Linked DNA regions of Oryza sativa: region 1 is linked to region 2. Evidence: chromatin contacts called from public HiCAR-type data. All regions are on one chromosome and are shown on one strand. The core of a region is the stretch at or near the end of the contact, and the rest is flanking DNA. Distances in the headings are between cores, read along the strand shown.

Region 1 (5,896 bases), core at 2,931-5,430, 360 kb before region 2:
TCAGGAGAGAAGCTTTTTCAAAAGCCACCTGTGTGTAACCAAACGAGCTTTTGTCTTTCTCACAGCTAATTTTCTAAAAGTCACAGCCCACAGCCGCTTTTTCAAAAGCTACAGTCCAACCAAACACACCCTTAGCTTGTGAAAACTACAGAGCATATTTTACTTGATTTAGCTTGTGAGTGGGTTTGTCGTGTAATTGGAAAAAAAACAAAGAAAAATTGGAAAGAAGCTAAAACAAGTAAAATATGCTCCGTAAAATATACAATATGGAATGATGCATCTGACTTGAAAATTGTTCGTATGAAGGCTGAAGCCAAGTCTGAACGAAGCTAACCTCCGGCATTCTCAAGGTTCGGGAAATTATTCACCACGGAAACCAGAGTTGACCTTCTGTTTTTGTTACCCGTGGTCCCAAACCTATGATAACCAAACCCTCTCTGTATCTTTTAACTATAAGATCAGATGTATCTTTTTAACTATAAGATCAGATGGTACGTACTTCCTTCGTTCCAAAATAAATAATAAATAATTTTTTTAGATCACTTTTAATTAACGATGAGGTTAATAGCTTGTGGATGGAAAATATCGATGTTTTAGCTTTCCAGAGTACCCCTACGTTCATGTAGAGATGTGTTGCTTCGTCTCCATAAAATTGATATCTAATATGGAAAAAATGGAAAATATGGATTCTAATTAATTACTCACTAGTATTTAGAATGTCCAAAACGTCAGCAGTGGCTGTTCCTATTCCCTCCTTCTCATTCTTCTCATTTTTCACGAGCACGCTTTTCAAACTACTAAATGGTGCGTTTTTTAAAAAAACATTTTATACAAAAATTGCTTAAAAAATCATATTAATCTATTTTTAAGAAAAAAAATCTAATACTTAATTAATCACGCGCTAAACGCTGCTCCGTTTTGCGTGCCCTCCCGAACGCAACCTTATTTTGGGACGGTGTTACTAAGGCCTGGTTTAGTTTCCAACTATTTTTTCAAACTTTTAACTTTTTCATCACATCAAAACTTTCCTACACATAAACCTTCAACTTTTCCGTCATATCGTTCCAATTTCGATCAAACTTTCAATTTTAGCGTGAACTAAACGTCCTAATGCTAATACAGTAAGCCAAAAACCTCGTCATCATTTCTCCCTGCTGTATATGCAAGTGACAACTGCACTCTAGCATCTTACGGAAATGTTGTTGTCAAGTTTGGCATGTCCTCTTGGAGAAAGCTGCAATTGTCGCGCCAAATTGACGCCTTACTGGCAATTCCACAAGTAGCAGTGGGGTCAACTTCGCTCAGGACCCCACATCTACTTGAAAAATGTAAAAAATGATCAGGAAACATTATGATTGGTAAAAGAAATTGGATGAAGAAATAAAATAAAAGATGATTGTGATTCGTTGAAATGATAGATATATGAGAAAATAGCTTCATTTGAAAAGAAAAAACTGAGTGATCGAAATAGCTTTATTTTAGGGTGAAGGGGATATCTACCTACAAGTATTTTACATTTCCACGCAACTCTTTTTTTTTAAAAAAAAATAACACAATTCGTTTTTTCATTCACCAACCACCTACCCCCGAAGATCGGCAGATGCCCGGATGCGAAGACCGGCGAAACCGCAAGAGCCACTAGATCTATGTAAGTCAATCATAGATGCTGCTACTTGATCCCACCACCAGCTTCGTCAAAGGAATAGCCACTAGCTAGTCATAGATGTTGCTAATTAACCGCAAGAAGCTTTCCCTGGGTCATGAATAGCGCGATCTCATTTGTTATTCCTTCGTGCGAGCCACTATCAAGTGTTCTCTCATGTTCCCATAAGAGTTGCCAGGGATTCTTCAAAATAAATTGATTTTCAATATTCTATGGAAAAAATAATAATGAGAAAACCTAAATTGTTTTTTATCAAGTACTAGAAAACAATATTTTAATAAATAGATAGATAAGAGGTATAATTTGGATAGGAAATTTGTTCACATTTATAATATTATGATATACTTCCTCTGACTAAAAAGATTAACTTCTAGCTATTAATCAGGATATAGCCTATGTTTAGATTTATAGCTGGTTTTTTATAAAACGGATAAAGTATTATGTATGGAGGAAGTACCACAGTGTGAGAGGCTCGAAATCAATACTACTATGAGACAAACAAAAGTACTGTGTCAAATCTAGTAACATTCGGTAATGACCAGACTCCGGACGAGCCAATCAGTGCCCTCCCGACTTACACCCACCGGCGATAACGTCGTCGTGGGCCACTCGGCCCACCAGGGCACCACCACCCCCACCCCCACCCCACCCTTGCCACTCTGCGAGAGTTGTGGACTCCGGTGACCCGAGCGACGGCGACCCGCCCGCCAATCGTCCTCGTAATTTTGGCCCCATCGATCGATGCGGCGCGCCACCAGCAATGCCCCGATCGGAGCCTTCTTCTCTCGCATCGCACGCGCGACGGACGAATTCGCGCCAACCAATCGTCCAGGTGCACGGTGCACCCATCCATAGCTTTTTCTGGTCGTTTCAACGATAACTGGAGGGTTGGTGTGTGTCCCTGTCAGTGGGCCTACTAGGTGTATATATTGAGTTTGGTGAAGGGAGAATGAAGTATTCCCTCCGTTCCAAAATTACACGGTCGCCGACATACTACTTTGATCAACAAATATCTATATAAAAATAAAATATTTTAAATAAAAAGAGTTACATATTATGATAGTTTGTTTAATAATAAACCTAATAACATCAATTTTGTATGATTGATTCTTTTTTGCTATTAATAATCAAAATTAAAAATATTTGACTTATTACTATGTTAAAAATAATTATATTTTGGGACGGAAATGAGTACTATAAGCTCACAACACGACCATCATGATGTTCGAGGTGCAAAATCGATCGATTCGACTACGATTTTGGGTTCCGTAATTAATGGAGGGTTAATGGGATATGCTATTGTCGTCGCTGTACTGTACTCGGTCCAATGATGTTGTACATCTACTGTTCCAACCGCATACGACTACTCTACCAGCGTGCGTTTGGTGATTGGCGTGTGGACGGAAGGAAGTCAGCCGTTGGGCCCCTGCTAGTGTGTCACAAAAACGTTTGTTGCGTGCTCCCTCCTCTGGTCGCGGTAGCGACCTGCAATTGTTGCATCCTCTCAGGGGCAGTCCCAAGCCATAGTATTCATAAGTAGTGTCTATGGTGCCATGTCAATAAGACATCATAATAGAAACTACACTCCACAACCCATAGTTTCTTAAAGTGGGTCATTAATAAATACATCATCTATCTTTTCTATCAATCATATTTATTCTTTATCTATTATGACGGCACTATTTTCTCCCAATGTAAAACTTGATAATGTCTAGTGCATAGGTTCTCGTGTTGAAGCTGTTTCTTACATGAGACCCAGTTTCTTCTTCTCTCCACTCTCTCTTAATTAATATAATGTCACATAAGTTAAAAGTTCTAGTAAATAATAATATAGTTAATGACATAGACAACATCCTAGATGTAGGGTTAGGAGTCTTCGGACAGTAGCAACCCTGTTTTGACTCCTTTTTTGGCTGCCCATCCACAGTCGCCACCAGAAAATTCACTGTGCCCAAATCAATGGAAGCGCCTACTAGATCCATCCATCTTCGTGACAGCTCCGAGCTTTCTCCTGGTTATTTTTCTCCCAAAAATACATTCAGAACACGATCTCAAATTTAAACTAATGGAGTGCTACTGCATTTCTTAATTATAAGTCGCAGCACCACTCATTAATCATTTCCATCACAGGTAAATCGTGGTGAGCTGGTGGTTGCTACTGTACTACTAGTACTACCTGTCGCAGCTTTGTAGAAGCCGTTTTCGCTGAAGCTTCTTCTTCTTCCCTGGGCAAAATAATTTTAAGCAGGCGGAATAATATTGGGATAAACAGGGTGGACAAAAGCGTGCGATCCCTTTCTTTAACCAAACCACGACGAAAGCAGGTTAGGTCGCGGCAGGTGGTGGTGGTAGGAAGAAGAAGAAAGAGAGGGGAAAAAAAACAAAAATTTCACATGCATCATGCATGAAGTAGTACATGTAGTACTGAGTACTGTAATAATGTTCAGTTTACTGGACCGTCTCAACGGGAAGACCAAATTAACGCTTATAAAATACCCTTTTTTTGGGCACTGATCATGGCCACTACGTTTGGTGGCTCAACAACCAGGTCACCGTGCGATCGATCGATTGCTAATTTATTTTTTGAAAAGGAAGGGAGGAAAAAAGACCGGGTGTTTGGTGGCGCCACCAACCCTGCTCTCGTGAGCCGATAAATATTGCTCGCCGGAGCTCTCGGTTGACGACCCAACCAATCGACTCGCACCACCACCAGCAGCTCAAGCAGCAACAGCTCAAACGGAGGAAGATCTCATCGCCATGACGACCGGCAATGGCGACGCACCGGTGATCAAGAACGCCCACAGCGACATCGACAGCACCAACAAGACGCTGCTCAAGAGCGACGCCCTGTACAAGGTACGTGCTGCTGATGATTCTTGATCAGCTCGCCGGATTGTGTTTAGGATGATCTCTCTGTTTTAATTAATTTGCTGATGGTTGCTGTGTTCGTCGCCGGTGAACTTGCAGTATGTCCTGGACACGACGGTGCTGCCACGGGAGCCGGAGTGCATGCGCGATCTGCGCCTCATCACGGACAAGCACCAGTGGTAAGAAACCACGATCTCTGCTAATTAATCTGCTTAATTAAGCTAGATCTTGGGGTTGATTAACTAATTAGCCCATTAATTCATGCAGGGGGTTCATGCAGTCGTCGGCGGATGAGGCGCAGCTGCTGGGGATGCTGCTGAAGATGGCCGGAGCGAAGAGGACAATCGAGGTGGGTGTCTTCACCGGCTACTCGCTGCTGGCGACGGCGCTGGCGCTGCCGGAGGACGGGAAGGTGGTGGCGATCGACCCGGACAGGGAGAGCTACGAGATCGGGCGGCCGTTCTTGGAGAAGGCCGGGGTGGCGCACAAGGTGGACTTCCGCGAGGGGAAGGGGCTGGAGAAGCTGGACGAGCTGCTCGCCGAGGAGGCGGCGGCGGGGCGCGAGGCGGCGTTCGACTTCGCGTTCGTGGACGCGGACAAGCCCAACTACGTCAAGTACCACGAGCAGCTGCTGCAGCTGGTGCGCGTCGGCGGGCACATCGTGTACGACAACACGCTGTGGGCCGGCACGGTGGCGCTGCCGCCGGACACGCCGCTGTCGGACCTGGACCGGAGGTTCTCCGTCGCCATCAGGGACCTCAACTCCAGGCTCGCCGCCGACCCGCGCATCGACGTCTGCCAGCTCGCCATCGCCGACGGCATCACCATCTGCCGCCGCCTCGTGTGAGGTCGAGACCGAGACCTTACCGGCCGATCCATCCATCGCTCTCGCGTGATTAATTAACGTGTGTTGCTGTACTCTTCTACTGCTACAACTATACTATTACTTCCTTAATTGCCGCTTAAATTTTCCTATACGTGTTTCAATCAATGAGATTATTATATTCTTCGAGCATGAGAGAGACGGAGTTGTAGGGACATTTGATGATGGTTGTTACTGTACTACATGTTGATAAGTGCAACATCTCTTTCCATGGTTGCTACTCTACTCACCGTGTCATGTTGGTTGCGGATTTTGATCTCATCTGCAAGATGACTACTGGGCCCAAAATGAACAGACTGTCCTCGATCTGCAGAGCTGCACTGTGCAGGCTTTTACTGCTACTAGTGGTAGTAGTAGGACATGGCAAGCAAGGCAGGCTGGATGGGGAAGGGGCGTCGGCGTCGACAGCGGCATGTGCCAGCATGATGGGATAGGAGAGGGTGGAGACAGGAGACGTGCGGTGGCGGCCCTATGGCGTTGGG
Region 2 (6,122 bases), core at 284-2,783:
ATCCGCGGCTACAAACCGCCGAGAATCACCCACGCATCAACAACTCGTCGTGGCTCGCACGGCTCAACGCCACACGGAAAACTGCCCTAACAAGTCCCCTCAGCCACATGAACATCTTGACGACTTCATCGTAACGCTCGAAAATTTCAAGAAAAGCACTTGTTTTCATCGTGTGACGAAGGATGGTACTACTGCGACTATGCAACAGGGATGACTTTTGAAGAGATTTTCAGAAACAATAATAAAAGCTGTAGAGAAATGGAGTAGAAAATAGCAGGACCATTGTATGAAAAAAAAAAGCCCAAGCCTTGATAGGAGTTATACACATGAAAAACAACCCAAACTTGGTTGAGTTAGCCCCTCTCGAGAGTAAAACACGGCCACTAATCTCAAAAAGCTAAGATTAACGTCATCATTTTCACCATATACCCCACGCGCAATTTACTAATTAATCGGAAACTGATGAAATCATCATCGGGTGTAGTTGGAAACCCCCACACCCACCTGAGCCGCCGCCGCCGCCGCCGGGCGAGTGGGCTCATGGGAGGTTGAGGAACACGGCGGTCGGGTCCGGGTCGGCGAACCCGGCGCCGGCCGGCCAGTAGGACGCCATGTCGAACGCCGGCGGCGGCCACTCGAAGTGCAGGTCCGGGTCGGCCAGACTCTTGGTGATGGACGGGTAGTCGGAGAAGTCGAGGCCGAGGGTGACGGCGGCGGAGTCCGGCTGCAGGAGGTCCGTGAACGAGTCCTCCTCCACGGCCGGGACGACGAGCTCCGTGGTGATCTCGCTCGTGGTGTCAGGCGCCGGCGGTGTCGTCGTCGTTGTGGAAGTCGTCGTCTTCTTCTCCGACGTAGCTTCGGTCGTCGTCTTGGCGGCGGAGTCAGCGGCGGCTTCGGTGAGGACGGGGGTGGTGGCGGCGAGGGGCTCGGGAGTCGTGACGCGGCGCTTCTTCGACGTCTTCTGGCGCTTGGCGGCGGGTGCTGCGGCGGCGGCGGATGACGAGGAAGACGACGACGACGAAGACGAGGACTTCTTGCGCGTGCCGCCGCCGACGGGGACGTTGCGGAGCGTGCCACCCTTGGTCCAGTAGCGGCGGCAACACTTGCAGAAGTGCCGGGGCTGGGAGGTGTTGTAGTTGTTGTAGTAGCAGAATTTGGTGTCCCGCGACTCGCACCGCGGGCACGGGTCACCCTCCCCCGCCGCCGCCGCTGCCGCCGTCGCAGCCGGGCCAGCGGCGGCAGCAGCAGTCGCAGCCGAACCAGGCTGTGGCGTCGCGGGAGCCGCCGCGTAGCCCTTGGGACGGCGCAGGTCGACGGTGGCGAACTGCTGCGCCGGCCGGCGGCCGGTCTCCGGCTGCTGCTCCTGCATGCGCGGCGGCGCCGTGGCTGCTCTGGTCCCTCCGCGCGCGCGCGCCGGTGGAGTCGGGAGGAACCGAGGAGCGGGGGCAAGCAAATGGTCGAACGGGTGGTGGGCGGTTGGCGGAAGCGGGAGTCTCTTATGGTCGCAGTCGCGGTGACGACGAAGGTGGTTACACGAGGTACACTCTCCCCACTCCTATACATACCGCCACCACCGCCCCCCAGGGGCCCACGGGTCAGCGGTCGGTTCATCCTGTCCACGGGTCCCACCTGTCAGCGACGTCCACCGTGCGAGATCGGCCATGATTTTGTACAGTTAACCGCGATTAGCGCCGCCGTACGCCGGCGTGGCGCCTAGCGAAGGGGGGAGGACGACAGCGACCGACCTGTGGGGCCCACCACCCACTTACCACCCCCCCTCCTCGCGTCGATGACGCGGGCGGCGGCAACCACCGTGGTGGCCCACGCGTCAGCGGATGTGGGTTGGGTTCACGGCGGGTGAGGAGCCGTTCGGACGGATGGACTTATCGTCTCGGGCACGGAACTATGCGCCGTGTCGGCCACCGGCGCGGGTGGTCGCGGGTTGGCCACGTGGGCGGACGGCATTAGTTGGGCAGCCATGCTTCGTGAGGCAAGCAGCTGTCTGTCCAGTGGGGTCCACCTCGTACGCCGGTGTGCGGGCCCCACCCCTGTTGACGCCTGCCTGCCCGCTCCCAGCGGCCAAACCCAACGACGCGAATCCACCGAAACCCAATAAAAAAACCAAACGAGCCGTTTCAACGCGACGCCGACCTATCAGCTCCCGCTGCCGCCGAGCAGTTCAAATCACCCGAGACTTCTTTGAGCCCCTCCTAACGTTTGAAATAATACGAAAAATTTAAACGTTTTGTTGCAACAAGTGCACTTCAAATTCAAAGTTTCACCGGCCCAGCTGTGGATGAGGGTGAGAGTGAGAGGATACCACCTCGTATGAAAAAAACATGCGACGAAATCGAATCCGGCAAGGTGGTACAGTAGTAGTACACTGGCGCAGTAGCGAGACCGCGGCGCGTGGGGCCGAGCTGCCTGGATTTCACTGGATCAGAACGGGATGGGCCGTACGCCCGTGGGCCAACCCCTCCCCGGCCGAGCACATGGCCCCCGCCCGGGCCATGGACGGTGGTCTCGGTCGCCGCACGCACGCGGCCCCCACACCCAACCCCACCCTTGCTGCTGTCCTCTGCCGCGCCGCATCACGCAACCGAACGAATCCCCCCCGCCTCTCGCCGCGCCGCGCCAATGCTGCCCGCGTCGCCGCCGCGCAACGCAATCCATCGGATTGTTTAGGACGAGCTTTACCGTCGTCTCACGGTTTAGCGGTTACCGTGAGATATATCGTGGTCTTAGGAACCGAGAAGATTATCGTACGGATATATCGTGGTCTTAAGAACCGAGAAGATTATCGTACGGTTTTGTAAACTCTGTGCGGCGTCCGCTGCGCGTCGGCGCACACGGGCGAACGGCTCGGCGCGCAGACGACGCGGAGACCACCACCGATCTCGGCGACAGCGACGCGACGCGACGCGTCGGGAGTGGTGACCGGATCCGATTGGACTGGATCGGATTGGGTTCCTCTCATCTCTCTCCGCGATCGTCGTGGGGGGCTCACACGCACGCACGATGGATCGATCGATCGATCGTCGCTTGGTGCATGGCACATTGCCTCTCTCTCTCTCTCTCTCGCACATCTCATGATCCCATCGGCTGGGCAGTCATTGTTTGCTCCCCGACACAAACTGGATAACAACATCTCATGATCTCGGTCTCTCGGGAATGAAAGAGAAGGCCTTAGAGCAAGTTTAATAGTATAGCCAACTATTGACTCTAAATCATCTATAGCCAATGTAATAGCTAATTTATACAATAGTTGTTTACTATACTATTAATACCTTGTACTACTTGTTATACACACAGTACGTCTTGAAATCCGTGCTGCAGCTGGCTACAGATCTGTAGCCCGCTGCTCTGCTCTCTCTTTTTTATCTCTTTAAAATATGTTTATAGCTGGCTTAGAGCCCTTTTGAATCGCAGGATTGAAAAACCGGAGGGATAGGAAAAATACAGGATTTTGATAGGAATGCAAGTGTAAAATAGAGGATTGGAAAACACAGAAAAAATATAGGAATGACCGTTTGATTAGACCGCAGGAAAAATGCATGAATCAGATGAGAGAAATAGACTCAAGGAAAAGTTTTCCAAGAGGTTAGAGTAGATGTTAACTTTCCTACGTTTTTACTTTAGAATTGTAGGATTAGAAAAGTTTCCTACATTTTTCCTTTTCTCATTCCTACGAATAAAGACATAAATAGTGTAGGATTTCAATTCTTTTATTTTTTTCTCTATTTTTCCTCCAATTCAAAGGCGGCCTTATAGCCTGCTATAGTACCTGCTCTTATTCCCTCCCCGTCAGTAGTAGTAAAACCGATCGATGATGGATGCTACTCCAACACGACCCGGAACAAGTTGCTAAATTAGCCGTACTCCTCCGCTATATGCCTGCATGTCGCGGCAAACGTGACGATGAGATATCGACAGATATAAATTGGGATCGAGCCTCGATTAGATCATTATCATCACAATATCCCCTTGTCGATCTGCAATTAGAGTTTAGTAGTAGTAGTTGAAAGCTGATGTTGTGAACCGTTCTTTTGACTCTGGGTAGGGGTGGCGTCTCGGCGACGTGGTGCGATGCCGTCCAAGAGACGGGAAGAGACATGGGTCGCCGTAGGATGGTCCTGGGAGATGCGAGTGATCTGCCATCTCGAAGGATTCGGATTTCTTTTCTGATCCGCCGTTTTCATTTCCAGTCATGGATTAGCCAAGTCCATGACCCGAATATATTTTCAGTATCCATCGTCTCAGCGCCGCTATCATAATATCATATGGTAGGGTCGGTCCAGAGCTATCATCCGCAAATTCGTGGGTCGCAGATTCGGTCGACACATGGGCCTGTTTAGTTCGCGAAATAAAAATCTTTAGGTGCCACATCGGACATTTGATTCGATGTCGGAACGGGTTTTTGGACACGAATAAAAAAACTAATTTCATAACTCGCCTGGAAACTGCGAGACGAATCTTTTGAGCCTAATTAATCCGCCATTAGCGCATGTAAGTTAATGTAGCACTTATGACTAATCATGGACTAATTAGGCTTAAAAGATTTGTCTCGCGATTTCCCCCAACTGTACAATTAGTTTTTCTTTTAATCTATATTTAATGTTCTAAGCATGTGTCTAAAGATTCAATGTGATATTTTTAGGAACTCAGGACTTTCCCTTGAGTTGGAAGCAACCCATCCGTCCGTCCTGCACGTTTTGATCAAATTCAGAGAACGTACAACAGTACAGAGCTTATTCTAATACAGTTTTAATGAGTTTGATTGATTCTGCTACAGCGTTGGCACGTCAGGTTCACTCGGCGTCGTGCTCAGCCGCAGGCCGGGGTCGTGTTTGGCTTTCGGATGCGGCGGCCACTCGATCGACGGACGTGGGGCTCTGCAACTGGAAGCGTCAGGGGAGAATTTCGGCTACGTATGACGCAACGGCGGCGCCGGCTAAAGATGACAGTGCTCATCAGAACCTCAGATCACACGCTTTTCAACGTGTCACGTTTATTTTTTTCTACTTGACTGCTAAACGTCAAATTCGTGGAATCAACGTGTCACGCATAGGTGCAGATTATGTGGTTGGCAGAATGGGATCCGTGTAAACATCCGGTGCAAAAGCAGCCTCATCGAGTCATCGTATCAGCCGTGAAATAGTGAACGAAGTAACCAGGATTACACGAAATAATCTACAGGTAAAACTTTTACATCTGTATCCTTCACGACTTAAAAACCAATGCTAGAATATAAACTATGTAAAAAAAAACACCCTCAAAACATACTCTAAAATTAAGTTTTAGAATTCAGATTTTTGCTGTAACTGATAAGCCAATCGATGGATCACCCTTGTGATTTATTTATGGTGAAGGATACCGGGAGGTTTCGAGCAGTAGAAAATCGAATGATGTGTCAGAGTATGCAGAAACACGAAATCATTTTCACGGCATGAACCAATGGACTGCAAATACACCATCATCAGATTACAGGTTGGTCTTGTGTAACTTCAATCTTCAGGGACAAATAACACATTACACATCACAAGGGGAACTGATGGAACTTTGGATAGCTCATTTCTGAATTATGTTACAAAAGACATTCTGTCAGAGGGTGGGAGAAACTTCTCATATGAATGGAAGCATATGGACAAAAGCAGCTTCACAATCTGCAATGGAAGCTTCCTTTCTTCCCTAGGGGCTAGAACGGCGAAGTGATTAAATGAAAGAATACATCAAGGCCTTGTTTTGTCGAGACGTCACAGGTAAACTTAATATACATAAAACCTTGGGGCTCCCCGTACACAGTTAGGAGCAAAAAATGGTTGAATATCTGGGGTTTTCAGGAGCAAACCATCAGCTGTTATCTGATTTGTGTCGCTTTGAGGCTTGTCGATGTTCTTCAGCGCCATCACCCAACCTAAGCTGACGGCCCATTGCTTGACTATTAGATGCCGGATCAGTGAGCTCCTATAACGTAAATAGCATATCAGATAACAATGTCAAAGGATTAAATTGTGCAGATTGTAAAAATGCTCTGATGCTGCCCAAGAATTGCCTCGGAGGTCCAAATTGTGTTATAACCAACGAAGTCAACATTGTAAAACAACTAAACCATGTATAACATC

The links. HiCAR-type assays count read pairs that join an accessible place to other places.
Region 1: a contact with region 2 is called in a HiCAR-type map of leaf, with 2.3 times the contacts expected there. The contact joins the promoter of LOC4345934 here to the promoter of LOC4345900 in region 2. A contact is called at or near these places in 1 of 15 Hi-C or Micro-C datasets (seedling) and 1 of 4 datasets of contacts at active chromatin or transcription factors (leaf).

Annotation. Positions count from the first base shown.
Region 1 is chr8:24,726,667-24,732,562 of ASM3414082v1, reverse strand. It overlaps LOC4345934 (tricin synthase 1-like), which reads left to right and starts at 4,180. Exons shown (of 3, transcript NM_001403649.1): 1 at 4,180-4,519; 2 at 4,631-4,710; 3 at 4,799-5,639. The coding sequence starts at 4,421. The coding sequence ends at 5,378.
Region 2 is chr8:24,368,266-24,374,387 of ASM3414082v1, reverse strand. LOC4345900 (dof zinc finger protein MNB1A) reads right to left here and starts at 1,533. Exons shown (of 1, transcript XM_015795007.3): 1 at 265-1,533. The coding sequence starts at 1,369. The coding sequence ends at 539. LOC4345899 (transcription factor BIM2) reads right to left here. Exons shown (of 11, transcript XM_015795006.3): 11 at 5,537-5,964. The coding sequence ends at 5,851.